Regions from separate parts of the Mus musculus genome. Here region 1 is linked to region 2. A link is a contact called in public HiChIP or PLAC-seq data. All regions are on one chromosome and are shown on one strand. Each heading gives the region's core, a stretch centred on a gene start, on an enhancer-like site or on the middle of the called end of the contact. The rest is flanking DNA. Distances are from core to core; before and after follow the strand shown.

The links. HiChIP or PLAC-seq counts read pairs in DNA pulled down with a chosen protein or histone mark.
Region 1: a contact with region 2 is called in an H3K27ac HiChIP or PLAC-seq map of a colorectal cancer cell line, with 4 times the contacts expected there. The contact joins two enhancer-like sites. A contact is called at or near these places in 5 of 39 promoter capture datasets (the 3T3-L1 cell line, 3T3-L1-derived adipocytes, the C10 cell line and 2 more), 4 of 484 Hi-C or Micro-C datasets (adipose-derived mesenchymal stem cells, brown adipocytes, granulocyte-monocyte progenitors and 1 more) and 1 of 115 datasets of contacts at active chromatin or transcription factors (a colorectal cancer cell line).

Annotation. Positions count from the first base shown.
Region 1 is chr3:65,840,709-65,847,840 of GRCm38.p6, reverse strand. No RefSeq gene overlaps it. Among named protein-coding and RNA genes, the nearest start is that of Gm25755, 73 kb to the right of the region's middle. Within about 2 kb of position 3,335, at least 65 of the 459 cell types and tissues checked have an H3K27ac peak or open chromatin away from gene starts, as enhancers often do. A contact at or near this core is called in a colorectal cancer cell line, where this site is marked.
Region 2 is chr3:65,764,655-65,771,329 of GRCm38.p6, reverse strand. All of the region lies in intron 6 of Lekr1 (leucine, glutamate and lysine rich 1), which reads right to left. Among named protein-coding and RNA genes, the nearest start is that of Gm25755, 3.6 kb to the left of the region's middle. Within about 2 kb of position 5,324, at least 36 of the 459 cell types and tissues checked have an H3K27ac peak or open chromatin away from gene starts, as enhancers often do. A contact at or near this core is called in a colorectal cancer cell line, where this site is marked.

The DNA of each region.
Region 1 (7,132 bases), core at 2,086-4,585, 78 kb before region 2:
TTGGGAGTGGGTGGGTGGGGTCTTTTTCTGGCCCCGCCCCCCAGGCTGCCCTGGGGCCAGCCGATTATTTCTAAAAAGCAAGTGCAGTAAAAGCAAGAGCTGGCCTCAGTTTCCCTCAGAGTTATGGGTGAGCACCTAGGACAGCCCGAGGGTCTCCCTACTGCACAGCATCTGTACTTTGCTCCTGTCCTTCCCCAGGCTTCCACACATCCTTGGCATGTCCTCTGAAGATCCCTGTGACATTACTTCCTTCTGAAGACCAGTGCCTGCATGTCCTCCTGAGCACTCCCTGGAGTTCCTCTTTCCCAGCCCTGTTGACTTGAGAGCACTCTCCTGTCTGCCCCCATTGTCCACACTTGGATCTCTCCTCTGCTGACTCTAAGCTTCTGCAATACGGAGCCATTACTAAAGGCCATCTACCCCCCATAAGCCCTTACAGCTGGATAGTCAATACAGTTGTATGAGTTTTAAGTGAGTTGGAAAAAGCTGGCATTCCTCCATAGCCTGCCCCCATGCAGACATGTATAGCAACACCACAGATTTCTTGGCTGCTGTGCAGAAGCTGGGGGGACCTTAAGTGGTACACTTCACTGTTTCTCAGCCTTGGCACCCTGACTTCTGGCCTAGGCGATTCTTGGCTATTCTGTGCTTTGTTAAGATGTTTAACAGCATCCCTGACCTCTCCCCAAAATATGTCAGTAGCACCTTCTCCTCCCAAGAATCTAGCTGCAGACATTGCTAATCTCCTCCAGGGGTAGAACTGCCCCTGGCTGAGAGCCAATGATGAAGGAGCATACGAGGACTGAGACTTTGCCCAGTGAAGGTTCCATAAAATTTCCCCTTACACAATGCATTTTAATATAATATAAAGCAGTAACTCACACCTCGCCAAATATTTCACCAAAAATATTTGCCTCCTGTCAAATGCTATTAGGTTGAAAGGGAATGGGGGCAAAGGGAACAGGGTAAGGTCTTACACCCTTTGAAATAAGAATATCTTGTTTGGGAAACTGTAATCTTGAGGTTAACACTAATAAGTGTCTGGGGTCATACCAGGAAAACCACAGGAAAGAAAATAAAGAAGAAGCCGATATGAAAGACATATATTTTAGATAAACCATGGTGTTGTGTGCATTTGAGTCATATTTATATCAGAAACACTTTTCCTGCACCATTTGAGAAACTTCTCCATACCCTTCAAACCAGGACCTTTGGCTCACAAAGCTCTTTTTCCTCTGACTTATTCCTCGGGGCCTCACTGCTGGTGAACTGTACCAGTAGGACTAGGAACGTTTGCCTCCAGAGCACAGAACCTTTACTAACTTTCATGATAGAAAAAATATATATTTAAATAGTGTAATAACACATTTGAGACACCAGGAAGGCAGTAGGATTGGGCTTAATGGGATTAGGGTATGGAGGATGGTGGTACAGGAACCACTCACTCAGGAAAACGCATGGAAGGTGCATTCCTAGGATGCTGTGAGCCCTGGTGCTGTGGCATTCCCTGATACAAATGGTTCTGGTGTGCAGGGAGGTAATTCCCAGTGTCATTACCCAGGTCTCCTTGGCTGAAGCCATCTGTCAGCCACAGAGCATCCTACTAGCAGACAGAGTTGTGATGAAACACATTTGTTCAAACATGGGAAATGGTGTTTGAAAAAAGCCACCTTCCTCAATTTCCTTTGACGCTATTATCCTTTGTCATGTCAGAGAGCTGAGCCCAAGGATGGCCAAGAGGCAGTGGTAAACTCACAGTCCAGGGTCTGGGGGAACCATGGGATTGGTAGTTGTCCCCTTCCCTCCTGCCCCTGCAGTGAGGCAATAAAAGATGGATCTCTGAGGCAGTGACTGAGGCATTGTGCATTAACAGCTACATGGAGATTTTCATTTCAAATCTCATGTATTGACAGTTGAAACTGGAGCTGTTACATAAAGCATCACTCAATGTCTTTCAGAGACTCTTTCTCAACACATCATTCACATGCTAGAACACAGAGAGGCCTTTAGATCCATGGGGAAAGTTGAGTAAAGGGTCCAGGATTTGTGTGGAACACATTATGTCAAGACATGAGAATGACAGTCATGGCTGCTGACAGAGAAAGCTTGCTTGCCCAACAGTGACCCAGTATGGCTGCACCCTCATGGACCAGCTGGCAGTACAGACAGATTTGGGGAGACAGCTGGGGACTACTCATGAGAAAGTCAAAGATTTGCAACAACAAGGAGGTTGTTGTTCTTACATGTGTCTCTCTAACCCTAGGTAAGGTACCTTGCTTCAGGAGGCGAAGTGGGACTCTGTAGGTTGGTTTAGTCAGACAGGAGCTATCATCACATGGGCAAGAACGCCAAGAATGCCAGTCTCTGCTCTGACACGCAGACCCTGTTGGAAGAAGTACTTCCCGTGTTGGCTTTGTTCTTCTAAACACAAGTCCACAAAACAGGCTTCAGAGGAGACTTGGAACCTGGCCAGAAGCCACTTCAGGCAAGTCACAGACAGCGGTGAGTCCCACTCACCAGCCCTTGTTTTTCCCATGGGTCACAATACAATGACCTCACAGAACAGTTGGAAGAATGAGTTTAAACAGGGGTCATTAGGTTGGAGTTACTGTCTGAACAGGCTTCAAGAGGGTCTGCGAAGCCTGGCATTTTCATGAAGCACTTGTACATATTTACATGTGTCCTCTTGAGGAGGGCCTAGGCCCTGCCTTCTACTGCAATTTCAAAGAACGTTGGCACTTTCACAAGGTTAAGAATCACTGCTTGGGAACCGTGTGGATGTGTGACTGCAAGCATCCAGTTAAACTATGGCCAGCAAGAACTTTGGAAGTCAAAGGAACACAGAGGAGCATTTGCTGCGTGAGACTCACAGGGGAAAAAAAAGTAGAAAATGTGACTTTTGACCCTCTGTAGCAAACAGCACCTTTTGGACATGACCTTAAATGAAGTCAGTGGTTGAAACTGAGAGGATAAACAGCATATCTGACTGGTCAGAAGACGTTAAAAGCCTTGTAAATGCAGGTGGTAGAAGCAGACTGTTGGCTGCAGTGGTCGGAAGGTGTGTGCAGTGTGTGGGAAAGATGTTCAAAGGGAGGGAAGGATGGACAGGGGCAAGAACTTTCCTGCTTGGTCTACACCCCCACCCCACCCCCGAGGATGCTGGAGGAAGCTGAGCTCAGGAGCAGACCTTCAGTCATGGTCCATCCCGAATGTAGTTTCACATGTGCATGAACTGTTTTTGGTTCTTTAGCCTCTGCGCCACAGGCGAGGCTGAGGGGCTTGTGACTCACTGTGGGTAGAAAGGGATGACTTCCAGTGACTAACGTCTTTAGGCAGGAGGCTCTTCATTCTTGCTGTGAGACTCATAGGGCCTCTCCCACTTCCATCGCCGAAGTCCTCCAGGCGGGCCTCCTGCGACCACACCCCAAAATCTACTTACAGAAGACTAAGCAAAGCAGTTGGAAAGCAAGAAACAAATTTTGGAGAAAAAATGAGTCCATTGGAAGAGAACTTTGCTGACGCCTTTATATGTCTCTGATGATATGGGTGGGGCCGCTGTAATCCTTGCTGTGGAGATGACTCCCTGAGCTCTGCCTGGAGTTTGGCTCCACTGACTGATAAGGCTACCGGTCCCTGGATGGATCAAGGACATTTAAATAAATGCTGTCTCTTCAGAGATAATTTCTTAAGTTTGTGATTCCTAAATTTTATAGAGATACATAATGTCCATGCTGAAGGAAGGCATAGAGGAAATATTCTGGTCCTGTATCCGGCCTCTGATACTTCAAGCACATGTATCCTGCAACATCTTCCCTTTGCTGTCAGCTGGTCTTCTCATATCATCTGTCAAATCAGCCTTCTCCACCACCCTCCTATCCTTCACTTCCACCACACCTAGGGAGAACCATTATGGGGTCTAATTCATTGTATCACCAATGCATGCTGTACAGGAATCAATCAACTCCTGTTTCTACTTAACACACCACATCTATATGATCAGCGACCTCCCTGTATGAAGCATACTGATGTTAAACAACTCTTGATGTAAAATCCTTTCTGAACAGTATTTGTGCTGCAGCTGGTAAGAATTTCTTTTCAGTCTGCGAGAAGCTTCATCCACACTCAGCACTATAAAGCCCTCATGCTTTTTATCTTTCTTGAATTGTCCATAGGTATAGGGATACAGTTCACCAACAGTCCCTGCTAAAGTCAAATATCCTCTCTGATGCTATCTTTCACAAGACAACAATCCATTTACAGGAGAGAAAAACAACTCCCAGGACCAGAGATCCTCCAGCTAGAGAGAACAGACCCAACTTTTGCTTTCTTCATTAGTTTTAGTATGCTTTTTTCCCCTCTGCTGCTTCACTTCAGAAAAGACAGATAATCACCACCTTTATGAGTCAGAATCATAGCTCAGCACCTGCTAGGAAATTGAAAAATATTTCCCCATGTCACATTACAGAGTGACACTCATTGTCTTCACACGGCTGCTGGCATTCACGAGTTTGCCAAAGTGACTGCACTGGAGGCTCTGAAAGCCAGAGCGATAATGAAAAACAATGACTGAAGACATTGCCAAATGCCAGCACATAAAGATAGTAACATGAACTTGATAAACTCGGGCTTTCATTCCTTTTAAATTGTGCAGAGGTTAATAAAGGAGATTCTGTTTATCTCCAGCACAACAAAGTAACAGATGCAGGAAGTTCTGAGTGGTTTTCTTGTTTGTTTTGTCTTGTTTTTTTTAAATGCAGTCATTTCACTATTGGGCACAGAGTTCACTCCAGTCTGTGCTCATAAAGGAGAATCAATATGCTCAGTATCACAGGCCTAAGCTTAAAAGGGAAACTCATGTCCTGATGCAACAGCATTCAGCATGTGAAAAGGTAGGGACTGACAATAGAGCTTCTTGCCCAATTGCCACGTAAAGTAATAAAGATCAAAATATTACTGATCTACAGATGGCAAGTGAATGCTTGATATCTCTCCAAGCCAAGCAAAAGATGCATCAACGTTTTCAGTGATCTCTGCTGCATCTACACTGTAGCTTCAAGTGTGTTTCTGTTCAAGAACAATGTCCAGCTTCTCGGAAATGGGAAACACGGGTGCTGCAATACTTCAAGGACAGTCACATTGAAATACCCAGCCCAGCTGGCTGGTTCAATTCCAAGGCTGTGGTGTGGTCTCTGAAGATAGAAAAAGGGCAGTTCATGCCTTAGGTTATGGCGCTAGGAGGTGACTTTGTAGTTTAGAGGACCTGGCTTTCCTTTTGGGTAGGTGGTGATGGTTATATCCCTTGTCAGTTTTCATTATTTTTTTTCTTTATTGTCCCCAATGTGGGGATTGACAGAGCATATGTACACCCATTGAACATACCCATAACCGTATACTGCTTTGTTTGCTTTTATTTTTAAAGTATATATATATATATATATATATATATATATATATATATATATATACACATATATATATTTAAAGTATATACATATATATTCATATATATATATTTAAAGTATATACATATATATATTCTTTAAAATTGTGTGTGTGTGTGTGTGCGCGCGAGCGGAGGTTAGGAGAGGGTGTTAGATACCCTTGAACTGGCATTACAAGTGATTGTGAGCTACTTGATGTGGGTGCTGGGAGCTGAATTCAGGCCTTCGGGAGGAGCAGAAAGATCTTAACCACTGAGCCCTCTCTCCAGCTTTTTTTTTTTTTTTTTGACAGACTCACACACGTAGATAATGAACTGGGCCTTATTTCTTTCTCTTGCTGAAACCATCTTCCCGACAGGTTCCCTTCTGCTTTACTTCTTCCTGTGTGACTCTCAGTGTTTAAATAGGGCTGCCCGAATGAGAGTGGATGCGAGCTTTTGTTTAGTTTTTCACTCTGGGGAACTATCAGTGGTTTTAACACTAAAGTGACATGCCTTCCGGTCTCCATTAACTGTGAATTGTCTCGCAGGACAATTGTTTCCCCTCCCTTCATGAGCTGAGGAACCTGATGTTGTACAGGTCTGCTGAGTTTGTGAGCGCATTAGCCATGGCCCTGGCGTGTTCACAAGACTGCATCAGTCCTTCCCAACCTGGGACTCTCACAATCTTTCCACGCTCTTCTACAATGGTCCCTAAGCCTTGGAGGAGAGTGTGATAGGCAACATAGATGTCCCATTTAGGGGCAAGCACTCCATTTTCTGCACTTTCCCCAACAGTTTGTTTTTTTATTTTTTTAAATAGACAATCCACTGCAAAAAGGAGCAAAGAAGCGTCTTTGATTAAAGCTGAGCGTTTCACTAATCTATTATGAACATAAAGGTGACTAGGTAGAAGGTATTTGCAGTTAGCAAAGCACTAGTTAGTAGATTCTTCCCTGGAGCCTGTGACCATACCAACCTTAGGTCACAGTTTCAAGCTGGTGATAAGCCAAGGCTTATAGCTCCCAGCATTCGTTCCCTTTTGTGGAAGGGCTTAGATCCAATTAGGAAGAGACTGGTTGCTACATACTGCTTGCGCCAACGGGTGTGGGTGTGCCTTTCCAGGCTACTCATCACTGTAACTCACAGCTAGGCGAGGCAGTTCATGGGCATCTCCTGTGGCAGCCTCCGTAGCATTCACCGTATGATACCTATCTAGATGGGAGATAGCATCCAATTCAGTTCCAGCGTGGTTTCTCCATATCCCGTGACTGTGTGTGGTGTCTTCCACAGCAAAGTCTTACCACCAGGTTTTGGCAGACAACTGAGAACAATGGTACTTGTTGGAGGCCCTCTGGGACCTCTTTGACAACTCGGGGGGTGGGGGGCGGAGTATTGCTCACCCGGCACTGAGAATTTTGCTGAAAACCTCATGGCTTCTCGAAGAGGCATTATCCCCATGTGAGCGCTGTGTAGAAAGACATATGAAATACAGTACCTAAAGATTTAATACTGGAAATTATTTTTAAATGGAATATAAAGACTACAACATTTCATTTTTATAGGATGTAAATAACCTTCTATAGGACCCCCTAAAGGATTCTAAGATGTTTTCCAGGTCTGTCTATACTCTTCTGTTCATTTGAAGCTGGCTTTACTGTCCTTTATTGAATACTTGTCTTTGGATGAGGCTGAAGGTTTTTTTTGTCAGCA
Region 2 (6,675 bases), core at 4,075-6,574:
TCAGGTATGGGAGGAGATGGAGGAGAGGTACAGAGGGTCAGGACTTTGAACAGAGGTCTATAGCAATGGGGGATGGGGAACTGGGGGAAGCAACCAGAAAGTCCTAGATACCAGGAAAGCAAGAGCCTCCCAGGACCCCACAGGGATGACATTAGCTGAATACCCCACAAAGGAGAGGGAGAATCTGTCGAGACCATATCCAGAGGTTAGGCATGGCCCCCTGGTTGAAGGATGGGGCCACCTACCCATCTCCAAAATTTTAACCCAGAATTGCTCCTGTCTAAAGGAAATAAAGGGACAAAGAATGGAGCAGAGACTGAAGGAAAGGCCATCCAGAGACTGCCTCACCTGGGAATCCATCCCACATGCAGACACCAAACCCAGATACTATTGCAGATGATAAGAAGTGCTTGCTGACAGGAGCCTGATATATCTGTCTCCTGAGATGCTCTGCCAGATTCTGACCAATTCAGATGCAGAGGCTTGCAGCCAACCATGTAATAGAAGCAGGGTAAGGGGGGATAGGATAAGGGGCTTGCAGAGGGGAAACTGGGAAAAGGGATAGAATTTGAAATGTAGATAAATAAAATAAAAAAATTTTTAAAAAATGAGTTTTCGCCAGGCAGTGGCAGCACACGCCTTTAATCCCAGCACTTGGGAGGCAGAGGCAGGCAGACGTCTGGGTTTGAGGCCAGCCTGGTCTACAAAGTGAGTTCCAGGACAGCCAGGGCTACACAGAGAAACCCTGTCTCGAAAAAAACCAAAAAACCAAAAAACCAAAAAAAAAAAAAAAAAAGAGTTTTCTAGGTATTTATATAAAAATAGAAATACCTAGAAAAAATATAATACCTTTATTTTTAGATTTTTAATTATTTTAATGAACATGTAAAATTTTACATCATGTATATCACACTTTGAAACATATATACATTATGGAATGTAATAACTCAAGCTTATTAGCTCAAGCTTATTAACACACCAATACACTTCAAATTTACTCTTAAAATTTTTTAAATAATTCTGTTGACTAATAATCATCATGTTATACAACAGAGTTATTAAACTTCCCCACCTATCTACATGAGATGTTTGTGTTCTTTGAGCAACATCTCCCCACATGCATTATTTAACTTCATTCCTTCGAAATGCCAGACTGGTTCCAATTGTCTCATTTTTCAGATGAAGAGAAAAAAAATGAGACCCTGTCTGAGTGCATTGTTCCATTCTTGAAATCAGCCAGCCAGCCAGCCAGCCAGCAGGCAATCTTTCTGAAGAAGTTTAAGTCTGCTGAGGGGACGGCCCCTCAAAACAAGATCCAACTATGGACTTACTAATGATATTTTCAGGGTACACCTCCCAATAACAAAAGAGAAAATAATATGAAATATAGTTTTTAGAAAAAAATCTTTCAAAACCCAGAAACCTTATTTGGAATGTTCTGTAGCATGTGATTGCGTAACTAAGCACAGCAGGCTGCTGGCAGGCTTGGCTCTGAAGAGGGAAGAGCGGGTGTTCACTGGTGGATGCTATGCCCAAGTGCTGAGCATGGTGCTCCCCTCCGAAGAGGGAAGAGCGGGTGTTCACTGGTGGATGCTATGCCCAAGTGCTGAGCATGGTGCTCCCCTCCGAAGAGGGAGGAGCGGGTGTTCACTGGTGGATGCTATGCCCAAGTGCTGAGCATGGTGCTCCCCTCCGAAGAGGGAGGAGCGGGTGTTCACTGGTGGATGCTATGCCCAAGTGCTGAGCATGGTGCTCCCCTCCGAAGAGGGAGGAGCGAGTGTTCACTGGTGGATGCTATGCCCAAGTGCTGAGCATGGTGCTCCCCTCCGAAGAGGGAGGAGCGGGTGTTCACTGGTGGATGCTATGCCCAAGTGCTGAGCATGGTGCTCCCCTCCGAAGAGGGAGGAGCGAGTGTTCACTGGTGGATGCTATGCCCAAGTGCTGAGCATGGTGCTCCCCTCCGAAGAGGGAGGAGCGGGTGTTCACTGGTGGATGCTATGCCCAAGTGCTGAGCATGGTGCTCCCCTCCGAAGAGGGAGGAGCGGGTGTTCACTGGTGGATGCTACGCTCACCCTGCCTTTCTTCGTTTGTGGTCATAGTTTCCAGGAAGAGAAAGCAGGTATTTTGATTATTGTAAATGGAAAGAGGAAAGTAGGCTCATTCAGCAAGCTGCCAAGTGGCTCAAACTGAGTTGTTCTGCCTGATCCCTAAGTTTTTCTTGCTCATGATGACTCCTGAAACAGAAAACCCACAAGCAAATACTGTTTGTCAGAGAAGCCTTGTTCTGGGCCAGTTGCAGTCTCTTAACTATTAAAGAGATATACATTACAATATGAGAAGCATTACTGGAGAAAGAATAAAGACAAATGTGGTGCCCTTGTGACTAATTTCATTAAGCAAACAACACAGACAACCATCCTGCTTTCTTGCTGGATGCTCCTTGGTGCTTCTGTCAGGATATAATCATGAGTGGATCTGAGTCCATGTGATAAAAGTTTGTTAGTATTTCTAAGGCAATAGTTAAAATTGATTAGCTTTAAACAGTTCACAGAGAACTGTTAGTTAGTATGTAAATTTTATGTAATTAATTCTCAATTACCTGAGAATTAGTAGTGTATGCTAAAAATAGTCACTAAATCAAGCTCATTTCAGTAACATTAAAAAGTATTATATTAGAAGGAAGGAAGGAAGGAAGGAAGGAAGGAAGGAAGGAAGGAAGGAAGGAAGGAGGGAAGGGAGGGAGGGAGGGAGGGAGGGAGGGAGGGAGGGAGGGAGGGAGGGAGGGAGGGAGGGAGGGAGGAAGGAAAAGAAAACAGGCTGGATAGATGGCTCAGTAGGTGAGCACTAACTGCACTTCCAGAGGACACGGCAGCTCACAAATGTCTGTAACTCCAAGATCTGACACCCTTGCCTAGACATACAGGCAGGCAAAACACCAGTGCACATAAAATAAAAACAAAGTATTCTGAGGCTCACATTTCAGTATACAGATGCATCAGAGTTCCAGCATTTACCAGGTTCCAAACAAAACAGGCTATGCCACACACCCCTGCCCAGGAATAATGACAAAGCTAGTGTGCGCTTTACAAAGGGTTATTCTTTCTCCACATGTTTCTCTTCCCCTCTCACTTTCAGAATAAACACAGGTTAGTCTTTGGTTCACAGTGTAGAACCAGCAGAGGAGACACTGCCGCCATGATTGTTTGCCACTTGTCTTACAACTCTGAATATTGGTAAAGTAAATGAATGTTTTACCTTTAAAAACAAGAACCCATGAAGGTTGTCACATTAAGTAAACAGAAACAGAAATATAAGCAGTGCCTACCAAGTAAAGCATTTTCTTTAAGCAGAAAAAAGCATTACATAGAGCTGAGGAAACACAATTCATTATGAAAATCTCACAATGTAAAAAGCCCCTGGTGTGTTATTGGAAGATGATTTATATATTTTCATGGCTGCTTTTCATTTTTTTTGTTGTATTTTTTTGTAATCAAGAGGTGCTAAGGGATATTTTAAAAAACAAAAGCATAGGATGGTCTCTGGGATTCTGAATGCTCTGTGCGCATCCCACGGGCTTATTAAAGGTTGGCGTAGACTGGCAGGGCCCTTTGTTTCCAGAAGCAGAATGCCCAGTTCCTGTTCCTAATAAATAAAGGAACAGAGTCAGGGGAAGCAGCAGAGAGTCTAAGCCACCTGCACAAAACAGCTCCTTCAGTTTCTGAGGCAAGGAGTTCTTAAATAAGTGCATTGTTCTGAGTAGTCCTTCTCTATAGTCAAATAAATTCAACTTCAATTTTCTGTCATTCAGCATGACATTGGATTATTAGGCGAAAGGCCCTGAATGACTAGGAAGAGAAAGGAAGCGGTGGCTTTAAACACCATGCAGATGTAAGGCGGAACCCATGGAAACAATCCAGAATTTACAACAGCACATTCTATGATGATGTGACTGCCTTCTTTGCAGATATTAAATAAGAAGCAAATGATTTTAAATGAACAAAACCAAAAAGAGCTCTTAGCTTCTCTTCAACATGAAGCAGCTGCTTGCTGGATAGCATTACACAGGCACCAGATTTGCAGTAATTAGTCATTTGAAAGAATCCTGTGATTCTGAAAGGCTTTGAGAAACTGCACATACAAAAGGTATTCATGGTTAACTATTTTATAGGAAGATAGAAAGCTTTAGTAGTCACTTGGAAAGTATAATAATAGGCATACGATAATATCAGAGAAGACAATAATAAATACACCTCAAAGGGTAGAAAGAAGTTTCCTAATATAAAGAAAATACATGCAATCTTAAATTTTGGCTCAAAGTGCTATTTGGAGGAAAAAATATAAGTCAAGGTTCAAGTAGCAAGATGGAAAAAATAAACAGGCATAAAGGCACTCAAAGACACAGGGTAAAAAAATTTTAAATTTCTAGTGTTTGATCTGATAGTTGTAACTTCTAACATCAGATGAGATGGGGCATGTTCAGGGCAGTTTGCCATAGATGGAATTGCAATTTTAAAGGGTTAAGATGACTTCACTGATGATTCTGAGTCACAAAAATTACTCATCTCAAGAACAATACATGAATTTCAACAATTAAAAAAAAAAACAATGGCTCTAAAAATTTTTTTAATGTTAGAGATAAAGAAACCCAAGCTAACTTTGAAGCTTCTAAGCAATTCAACACTTAACATTCCAGAGGTGCTGTGTATGAGTGTTAAAGTCACACTGCCTAGCTTCAAACCCTGGCTCTGCTTGTTCCAGACAGTATGGCTTCAAGAACCCTGCACAGGGCTCTCAGCCTTCAGTGACTTCATAGGCACACAGGAGGGACAGCAGTGACAGGTACATTGTGTGCCACCTATTGTTGTGCTAGAATTAAGCCATCTCTTCCAATTCTACTCTGAAATGAAGGTCATCATTTCCCACCTTAAGGACCTTCCTTGCTCTTGTACAACAAGGGTGTGGGGGTCTATTTAGTTTGTTTTCCTTAACAATTTCTTGGGGGAACTAAGATAAATTGTTATCATTTGTTAGATACATGTAATGAGATCATGGCATCTGTTCAGGCACACTTTACATACTTGTTACATTGTTTTTCTCTGATTGAAAATGTTTATGGAGACATATTGTCAGAGCAGTGGTCCCTTTTATATGTTGTGATGACCTTCAACCATAGAATTATTTATGTTGCTACTTCATAGCTGTAATCTTGCTACTGTTACGAATCTTAATGTAAATATCTGACGTGCCACCTTAAAGGGGTCAACTATCCCCAGCTGAGAACCACTGGTTTAGAGACTGGTCTTGTTTGTGTGAGTCACAAATGAGTATCTTCTGTGTCATGAAGACTAATAAGTTCTGTTCTGCGTACACAAAATATAAAGCAGAAAGCAAGCAAAGGAAAAAGGAGAACACTTGTTATGGGCAAGAACCAAATGAGGTTGAAACACAAAACAAACAGACAAACATTGTCTGATCCTATGGGTGGGGCAGAGGCTTTAACTGTAGTTGGAGAGGAAAATGTTAACAAGGACGGGTATTTGTTTTGTTTTGAAGGCAGTGACAGTTAGATGTGTTCCTTTGTAGAAGGTTCATTCTAGCATCTGTGCTGTGAATTTAATGTATGACTCATAACTTATATCTTACATATGACAAGAAAAGTACACCCCTTGTAGGTGGGGTTTTTGTTGTTGTTGCTGCTGATGCTGTTGTTTTTTAATTACACAAATTGCTTGGCCTTAAATAACTTTGTCCTGACAAAAATGAAGGATAAAGAACGGCAAAGAGGAGAAAGACTGACCAGGCTGTTGGGATGTGATACTTAGATGCGTTCATTAAGGCCTGCATATACAGTGGGTACCCAGACTGCAAGAGCAGCACAGGCTGTGGAGACTTAAGTGTGAAGTGGATGTGAAACTGGGATTCTCCATTAGTACCCTGCAGTGAACATCTGGGAAGGAACTGGCTCCAACAGGGCCTGAGCAGGTGGCGACATGGGAAGGGAGCCGTGCACTGCTGAATTTGGTGGTGCGGCAGACTGCTTCTAGGCATGGCTGGAAGAGTCCACCGAGGGAAAAAGGCAAGTATGAGAGGGTGGAGTGGGCAGAGTGGGCGGAGTGGGCGGTGTGGGCTGTGTGGGCTGCGTGGGTTGAGTGGGCTGAGTGGGCAGGTCTTTTTAGTTCACAGAGCCACAGTCACAGAAAGGGTCATGGAAATAATGATGCATAAAACATCAGAGATGAAATTGTAACTGGCATCAGACAAGAGAACTCCTGCAGAAGCCCTTGGCAGGAAGGACATGCCAAGTGACTAGATGGCTTACTGAGACTAGCAGCCCTTCCCCCAGCTGCAGAAACTGCTACAAAAGACTACAAAAAACTGCTACAAAAAAACTGCTACAAAAAACCTGCTACAAAAGGGGTGAGCTAAAAAGAAAGAGTCTGTCCAGGAGGCAACATTTTCCTACTTTGTTTTAAATGTGCATTATTTTTAAATTTTGTTTAGTTATTCTGTTTTAGCCTGCGTCTCAATCAAACAGGCGTTCAGCGCCTTCCTTCGCCTCTCCCCACTCTACAGTGCTGACTCAGTTAACTTCCTGTCGTCCAGCCCATGCCCATTCCCCTCGTTCACACATCAGTCACCTTTGCTCCTTTCCCATTCTTTCCTTGCTTTGTGACT